Regions from separate parts of the Danio rerio genome. Here region 2 is linked to region 1. Evidence: chromatin contacts called from public Hi-C data. All regions are on one chromosome and are shown on one strand. Each heading gives the region's core, a stretch centred on a gene start, on an enhancer-like site or on the middle of the called end of the contact. The rest is flanking DNA. Distances are from core to core; before and after follow the strand shown.

The links. A called contact is a pair of places that touch in the nucleus more often than the background predicts.
Region 2: a contact with region 1 is called in a Hi-C map of hematopoietic stem cells, with 4 times the contacts expected there. The contact joins the promoter of dffa here to the promoter of srm in region 1. A contact is called at or near these places in 7 of 18 Hi-C or Micro-C datasets (caudal fin, embryo, fibroblasts and 3 more) and 2 of 4 datasets of contacts at active chromatin or transcription factors (caudal fin and embryo).

Annotation. Positions count from the first base shown.
Region 1 is chr23:31,650,718-31,655,493 of GRCz12tu, reverse strand. srm (spermidine synthase) reads right to left here and starts at 1,970. Exons shown (of 8, transcript NM_201034.2): 1 at 1,710-1,970. The coding sequence starts at 1,840. smc1a (structural maintenance of chromosomes 1A) reads right to left here. Exons shown (of 27, transcript NM_001161631.2): 26 at 2,464-4,776; 27 at 2,176-2,421.
Region 2 is chr23:31,735,602-31,740,377 of GRCz12tu, reverse strand. It overlaps dffa (DNA fragmentation factor, alpha polypeptide), which reads left to right and starts at 2,515. Exons shown (of 6, transcript NM_001002631.1): 1 at 2,515-2,786; 2 at 3,047-3,205; 3 at 3,282-3,415; 4 at 4,683-4,776. The coding sequence starts at 2,693. pex14 (peroxisomal biogenesis factor 14) reads right to left here and starts at 2,005. Exons shown (of 10, transcript XR_012398581.1): 1 at 1,937-2,005. LOC141380655 (a long non-coding RNA gene) reads left to right here. Exons shown (of 5, transcript XR_012399041.1): 5 at 1-1,051.

The DNA of each region.
Region 1 (4,776 bases), core at 721-3,220:
CTTTTTAATGCCCTTTTAAGACCATTATGACTGAAATTTTAGACTTATACAGGGCTAAACACTAATGGCTCGGTTAGGCCAATAAAATGTTTTTTTTTTTTTTTTGCTTGCCACAGTAATTACTTCTTAGCAACACTTTAATGCGTCAAAACAAGAAAACTGTAGTTGTATACACTATTTTAAACATAATATATATATATATATATATATATAAATATATATATATATTATAAAAAATATATATCTTTTTTTTTTATGCAAGTTTATTCATTCAATCATTTTCTTTTCAGCTGACTCCCTTTATTAATCTGGGGTCACCACAGCAAAATGTACAACCAACTTATCCAGCATGTTTTATGCAGCGGATGCCCTTCTGGCTGCAACCCGTCACTGGGAAATAAATGCAAGTTTAACATTATTAAAAGTATATTTATTTTGGAGGCAATTACATAAAAAAAATCAATATATATACAGTATATCTGTTGGCTTTTGGTCCAAATTGATCAGGTGCAACTTCTTTTTTTTCATACCTTTTCCGTTTCATGCCTAATAGCCTATTTATAAATATTATGTCTACTCCCCTTTCTGTAAACAGTTTTTGTAAGAGTGGAAGATAACAAAGGGATAAACTGCTCTGTTAATATCATGAGGAACTGTGTAATTGTTTTTAGTTGTCTTCCCCTGATTTTATTAAGATGGGTTGCTGGTGATTGGATGGACGTCAGGTCAATTGGTATTTGGACAGAGGAAAATTAAGACCAATTTAAAATGATTTAAGACCTAAACCACCATATTTTAATGAATCCAAGACGTTTTAAGGCCTAAAATTTTGTTTTTGAAACTTAAGACATTAAAACCACGCAGATACCCTGATTTGACCAAAAATACAAACACGCATTGAATTAAAATTAAATATATATTTTAGTAAAACAATCAAATAAATGAATAAATGCAGTAAGTGAATAAAATAACTATTTTACTTAAAAGAAACTAAACATTTTCCAAATAATACTTTTTGACCTACTTATGATTCCTTTTTTCAGAGTAGGTATAAAATTAGTCTCTATATGCATTTTTAGGACTTGGTTTCTCGCAAGAGGACTATCATATTTCAGTGTCCTATTGGGAAACACCCATCATCACGTGCCAATATAATAATTTAACCATTTCAAGACATCGATTATAAATCTGTATTTTAGTATGAATGACTTGACGTTACAGTACAAACAGTGTAAATCACATTTGGTAACAAGTCAGTGTGTAGACCTCCAATAGAGCAGAAATAAGTGTTTAGATTGAATATAAAGGCCAGTGACATGCTGTTCTTTTCAATAATGGTGATGTACCACATGATTATTATACGCATATACACTTTAATAATGCATAAACGTATATATTAAAACAGTATGACACTGCAATACAATACTTAACGTTATGTTTATAATAAACTGAAAGCATTAACTCAGTTTGAATAGTCAGTGCCACGCCAGCCCTACAGCAGGCTATGCAGTTAGCAGGCTAGCCGAAAACACACACACAGCAAGACACCCAAAACCTGCGAGCTGTTTGAATGAACACCTCAGTGGAAAGTGAGTAAATCACACTGCTCCTTGCATTAGCGGTGACCGATAACTTGAATTAAGTTCTGACAGAAATACGGGAGTTAGCAAATAGGCTAATTGCAGCCACTCTGCACCGGGAGGACTCACCTTTTAAAAACCATCACATCCTGGAACTTCGACTTTTTATGATACAACACTTCCTCCACTTGAAGACTCATGGCTTGGCCGGGCCATAACGTGCACGTCTCGGTGAACCAGCCGTCTTTGATATTGTCCATTGCCAGGGGTTTAAATCAGTGCGGCGGTGGGTTTAAATTGTCTGGTCAAACTACTTCACTGCAAGGAGAGTTACTGGAGATCTTGAGCGCCGACTGACACGTTGGGCGTTCTTTGCGGGGCAACCGAACGTAAGAAATAAAGAGACGGCCAATGGGAGCTGGCGGACGTCATCAATGAGGGCGTGTTTAAGCGAGCACGGTTGGTTTCATGCCAGTGAGGGTAAGCCCACGTGAAAATTGTCTAATGTGTTAACTGTGTAATGGTAAGTTGGAAAGCTATGTGTAATGTGGGTTGTCTATGTTCCATAATTTAATACAAGTTCGAATAGTATTTTGGGGTATGTTTTTATTGTTCCATCCATGTAACATTTAGGGTAACATTTATGGCACTTTCCTAAAATAGGGTACTAAATAAGCCTGAATTTAAACTTTTCTAGCCATTTAATTTTTGTTTTACCAAATGCATTTTTCTAATAATGTAAAATATAGATATATCATGCTTTGGTAAATCTTAATAATGACTTAAAACCATAAGAATAAAATGATGAAATTATGATGCACCTTAACTAAGTCTTAACAATGAGATAAAAAGCTAATATACAAAGATTATATTTTTCAGATGATCAAAGTCAAAATCAAGTCAAAATTATGACAACTTGAATTATGTCCAAGACATACTAAGCTCATAATATTGACATAATTATCAATTCTAATATATAAAAGTCAACATTATGAACATTATGATATACATAATCATAAAAAGTCATAATTACAAGACACAATTATGATATTAAAACTGATTATATAAAAAGTAAGAATTATGACAGAAAATATAAACTAAAGAGATTATTAATATTTAGATAATATTTAACTTTGAGACAGTAATCATAATTATGATTAAAAAGTCCGAATTGACATGAAATTTGAAAAAGTCCACATTATAACATACTAAATCATAATAATAATACACAAGGTCATACTTAAAACATACGTAAAAACATAGAAAGTCATAATTATGAGGTAAAGTAATCATTTTAGTCAAATCTCATCATTAAGACTTTTAGTTCGTATGAACCGGAAGCTGCTGTCGTTATTTATTTATTTATGTTTTTGTATTGTGATGCAGTTCCAGCGGGGAATTGGCCATCTGACTATTCTGGCAAATGCCAGAAGGGCCGGACCATTTTTAAAAATGTGGGCCGATCAGTTTTTTATTTATTTTGTTTTTTTTAAATATGTATGTATTATTTTTCATATGCAGGTAGATTTTATCCCTTGCAAGATGTGAATATGATGGTGATGAGGATGATGATAGTAATAATAAATGTTAAGCATTTGGCCCAAACTGCGACGGTCGGCTGGTTTTGAGATGGGCCAACCCAATCCGACCCAATCAGAGGTTACACGGACATAATTAAAATCTGGCAAGAATATCAAACAAACAGTAAGTGCTAATTATCAGAGATAAACTGTAAAAAAGAAAAGGTGGTGCCAAAAAGCTTTGAGAAAGCAAAAACGGGCTGTAAAATCAGACGCTACCAAATTCATAAAATTAACTGAAATATTCTCGAAAGGTTTAAATTTGGCTGCTGCATCGGAGGACAGTAGCGCTGAGGAGGGGGTAAGAAAAAAACTAAAAATATACTTTTAAGTCATTATACTAAAATATACTTAACATAGTATATTCTAAAATATACTTAATGTAGTAATTTTAACGCCATTCACGCTACTTCTGACAGTTTTTGACAGTAACTTACACTGTGTTTAACAGTTGTAAGCTTAGCATAGAACTCCCGTACATTTTAAAATGTCATTATTAGCAGTTAGCACATAACGTAGGATTTAGGGTATACAGACTGTATGTTTTACTGTATGTATAAATTTGTTATAAACAGGTTGTTTTTGTTCCAGTCACATACATTAAATGTTTAAATATCTATTACATTTGGTACTGCTTATAACATTTCACCATCTGTACACCAATATAAGTAGTGAATGTGCATGTCCGTGCATGGGGATAATGTGGTATGGTAATGTGGGCTGGTGTGGCTACAGTGCCAGGGCTGAATTTTTGTCCCAGTCCGCCCCTGTGCAGTTCCTAGAGAAATGGAATATTAAATGACACAACAGTGGGCGTGGCTTGTTTTTTCTACTTGAATGGATGTAGTAAAGTAGGCATTTCATTCAATAAGATCGGAATAGGGGTTTTATTAGAGATATTAGAACCTAACAGACAGTTGGAGAAGCGTGATTAAATATGTTAGCTATGCCCAATTCCTACAATACACATACTGACAATTTAACTTTAGAACAAACAGAAAGTGCATTTTCAGATTTCAATGAAATATTAGAAAGGCAACATTTTTGTTTTCTTAATGAGATGCACAGATAATTTGTTCACCACAAAACTAGAAAGTTAGCTAACAAAATCACATGGTTAGTTTTGATTTCTTGGGGACTTTAAATTACCAAAGCATGATTTTATCCTACTTGCAGTGAAAATGATTAAATAAATATTTGCTTGAATTACATATAAATCTCTGACTAGTGAAGAATACTCTACCCATTTTATGGAAAGTGCCATGAACACAACACAAGCGCTTATTTTGAGTTTGACTACATTTTACTCGTAACATACAGTACTGACCTATGAGGACAGAAATAGGAAGAAAATACTGCTTATTCCACATTATACTGAATGAATGGATCATTCACAAGGCACACTTGACAAAAGGCAGCTAAGATATTCTGTCGCTACACAGTGCAGTCAATATTAGTAACACCACAGATCTACACAGAACAAGAAAAGCTGTTTAAACACATCTAATATTCACAGAACAACATATATTAAAACACAACAACAATATTAAAGGAACACCCACCCTTTTTTATTTAACTCCCCTAGAATTGAGGAGTTGATTTTTACCATTGTTGAA
Region 2 (4,776 bases), core at 1,266-3,765, 84 kb before region 1:
GGAAGAAAGAAGAGAAAGCTAATGTGTCAAATGTCTACATCACTATTTTGTTTTAATTTTTAAACAACATTTTAAGTGTATTAGGATGTTCCCTGATACTTGAACAATTTGTTTCTTTCATTTGCATTTATATATATATATATATATATATATATATGTATATGTATATATATATATGTGTGTGTGTGTATATATATGTATGGTATGTATGTATGTATGTGTGTGCGCCAAATTGTAAAGAAACATCTTGATACATTTTTAATAAACGTAATACAAATAAAATTATAAATATAAAATTGCACAAGACGTGTATATATATGAAATTTATAATCATCTCACTCATGTCTTGCTGTTTGTGCAATTGATTTTGTTCTGCAATTATTTATATATATATTTGTTTGTTTATTATTATTTTAATGTTTTATTAAAAAATGTTTCAAGATGTTTCTTCAGAATTCTGCAGTACTTTTTACAAGTTTGACTTGGATATTTTACGGATTGTCATTGGTATTTTTAAGATGTTTCTTGCTATATCTTAAATTGGTTTCTATATTTAGGTTTATATAAAATTTAGCTGTTTTTTACAAATTTTTAATTCAAGTCTATTGGGAAAACAGGGTTGTTTTAAAAAACATCTGTGTTTGTGTGTAATTTTTAGATTTTTTTTGTTTAAATCTTTCTGTGTGTCTTTATTGTGTTGTTTTATTGTTGTTTTTATATTGATATTCTTGTGCACTACAAAATTATTTATAAAATTTAGTACTATTTTTTTCATGCAATCAATAAACGTTTAACATTTATTTATTTTGTCATTTGTCTTGATTATTTTCGTTACAGAATATGTATGCAGTTTGCACTTTATTCAAAGGTTAAACGCAGTGCTTACACTTTGTGTTTACATTATAGCCTGTGTTTGCTGTTATATAAATTCAAATGGTTGTAATACCATATATCAAGTACCAATGTAATACCAAAAGGTTTTATAAGGTGTATAAATACGGAGTCGCGCCAGCTCCGGGCCGCAGCGCACATTACCCTCGCGCCGATTCCGGCGCGGATGCGCAGCGTCGGCTCGCTTACGGCCGCCGCATCTGGCCCGCTTGATTCGGGCCGGAATCGGGCAGTGAGTCCACAGGCATCCGGCCCGAGTCCGGCAGCCGAAGTTGGGCCGAGGGGTTAGTCTCCGGCAGGCGACAATCTAGCCGGAACTGGCCCGAGTATATTTTGCTATCTGGGATTGATGCAAACAATATACATCAGCTAAATATCAAATTAAATATAATAAATTGTTAAATAATTTTTCTGTCTTTTTTAGTTGTTTCTTTGTATAGTAAGATATGCTTGTACTATCCTTTAAATGAAATGTATACATTATACTGATTTTTATTTTTACTTATTTGTATCCGACTATACCATAAATATATGCATAAAGTAAAGAATTAGAACAGCATGAAAATGGCTAAATTATAACGTGCTGTTTGTTTGCTTATACACGTTTACATTGTAGCTAATAATTTGGATAAATAAAGCTTCCATGATAGCTGTCAACAGTTCTTTAATAAGAGATAACCAGCACATGGAGGAATGGTTGTGTCCTGTCATGTTTTCAGGGTCAATGACCCTTGAATGAACATAACAGATAACAGATGATAATTGTTGTATAACTGTTCCGCTTGACGTTAACGTTAAATCATGGGGAAATCTCCTGAAAGCAGTGTTCTCTGTGACCTGCAACTGTCACACACATCTGTCTAACTGTATAGGATCAGTAAGCAGGACGCTAGCAACCCTGCTAAAACTTTTCCAAAACAACATGGGACAACCTTATTATTGACTTATCAACAATTAAGGCGTGACAAATAGTGCATTCACTATGCACGTCCACGGCCGAACAATCAAAATGCATATTATCAGCTGGAGGAATGCTATTAACTACCTGATTTTGCGGGTCAGGTTGGTCCTGGGATGCCATCTCTTCAGCGCTGTTAGCCAGGAAGCTAACGACGCTATCGCGTCACCGGAGCTCGATTACTGTAGTCTGAACTAGCGATGCGAAGTTCGAGTCGTTTTTGATGGTCGGTTCTTTTGAACAGTTCTTTTCAAAGAGTCTTATAAAGGTTGGGTGGCTTTTCTGTACCCAGTGTATAACAACTAACACTGGGTACAGAAAAGCCACCCAACCTTTATAAAAGCAAAGTACCTTTTTTTAGTACTCGAATGATGTTTTTATTTAGTAATACTAATAATAGTAGTAATAGTAACAACAGCAACAATAAGTGTGGAGTATTGGACACTATATGGTATGTTGCCAAAATCCCATAGGCACTTATTTTGAATACTATACAACCGCAAAAAGTCTATGATGGACTTGAACGTACAACAATTCACCGCGTTGTCGCGCTTTCGTTTATCAGTTCAATTAGTTTGTCAAAAGGAATCGACTCAAAAGAACTATTCGTTCACGTCGCAAGGCAAACAAGCTGTGACAGACTCGATCAGCAGCGCGTTTCACAACACGGAAGCAGATATCTACAATGTTTATTTTCAATTCTTTTAGTACAGTGTTACAAATATGTTGAGAATATTTAGTTTAACGTTAGTTGTGAGGCTTTAGACACAAAACTAACAATCAAAAACAAAAGGTGATGCTCTAAAGAAAGTAAATTGTGATCTCTGAACTTTGAACATCGTCATGACAGAATTAAAACCATGTAAAGTGTGTAACGTCAGCCGACAGAAGTGCTACGGACTGGCCGTGACCTCTCTTGATCAGCTCAGAATAAAAGGTTTGTCTGAAAAATATGAATCAATTCAAATATGCTAATATGTGATTTTAAGCCTGAGTTTAATAAGTGGTCCGCTACATGAAAGTTTAGTTGAATTAAGCATACACATACAAAATAACAGCATTGTTTAAATTAAACAGATATTATATATAAAGAATGCTTTTTGCTATATAAATAATTCACAAATAAGCCGATATTACAAAAGCTTGATCCCCTTTGCTCAGCTGGTCACATGAACCATCTTCATCTCTCTCCCACAGGTGCTGAGAGTCTAGGCTTCTGTCCCAGTGCATCAGTCTCAGTGGTGCTGGAAAATGATGGGACAATTGTAGAAGATGAGGCTTACTTTATGTGTCTGCCAGCAAATACTAAATTTATGTTGTTGGATGCCAACGAAATATGGATGCATTCTCATCAAAGTGAGATTTTCCTTTTTATGATTACCAAAACATTTATGTAAATAACTACTAATACAAACTGGTCTCTGTCGTCTAGTTGCTGGTGGGACAGCCCAGTCTTGTAGAGAGTCTATGGAAGTAGATGGAGGGTTTGACTCTTGGCGTAGTTTGGCAGAGCAGCTGAGGCAGGATCTGGCCAGTATTATCCTCATGTCTGAGGCAGATCTACAGGTATTCTTAATATTACTGACATACCTGAACATTATCATTTAATGCAGTTTTTCTCAACCATGTTCCTGGAGGACCACCAGCTGTGCACATTTTCCATTCCTTAACCAAACATCTGATTCAGATGATCAGCTTATTACCACAGACTGAAAGAGCTGTAATGGGTGTGACAGACAAAAGAGACATCCAAAACATGCAGTGCTAGTGGTTCTCCAGGAATTTGGTTGAGAAACACTGATTTACTGTACAAGTACACTGAGGGTCAACAGTTTGAAATCATTTCGATATCTTATGTTTTTTGTATTTTATGTTCACAATTGGTAAAATTCACAAAAGGTTTATATTTAAAAATGTAAAAGAGCTGTTTTGAGCTGTCAAAGATGAAATATAACATTTAGTTGTAGTTTTGTTGTTTGTAATTATCAAACATTTGAATTTAAATGTATTGTCTTTCTATTCTTAGGAAAAACTGTGATAGAAATATTGCAATTTAAAAAGTTAAAAATATATATTTACAAAAATATATAATTATATTTTATAATAATATATTATAATAATAATATATTATTATAATAATTTTAATGATAACAATTAAACATAAAATATAATATTTTTGTTATTGTAACCAAACTCATTTAATAGTTTATTTAGTTTAAATGCAGATTGATTTGGATAAAAATATTAATTTTCAATAACAGGTGTACTCATTTATGTTCTTATTGATCTGCACTGTTTATTTATTTATTTATATATTTATTTATTTAGTGGAAACCATGATACTTTCTATAAGGATTCTTTAGTTTAATCAATGTAATGTTGACCTGTTAAATTCATTATATATATATATATATATATATATATATATATATATATATATATATATATATATATATATATATATATATATATTTGAAAAAAAAAGATCTTATACATAAAATATCTTCAATATTCATAATAATAATAATTCTAAATATTATTGAGTACTACTTCTATTCTTGAAATTGAAGACAGGAGCGATGAAGCTAAAAAAGGGAAAATGCATCTCTTTATCACAGGAATAAATTAATAATAAAATATTTTCAAATAAAAAACAGCTACTTTAAACTAACATATTCATTTATTTATGTAATATTTTACTGTATTTCTCTTGCATTATTCTAGCCTTGATGAACAAAAAGCCAAAACGTTTCACCCCAATACAATATAATATCATTAGCCAATGTTCCTTACCTGGCTTACAGAGAATAATTAAATTAAAATATATTTATAGAGTTTAATAGATGTGCCACGCTCCGATCTGGCTTCAGCGTTGGAATTCTCACAGCAGAAAACCCACGTCCTACAGGACACACTGCAAAGAGTGC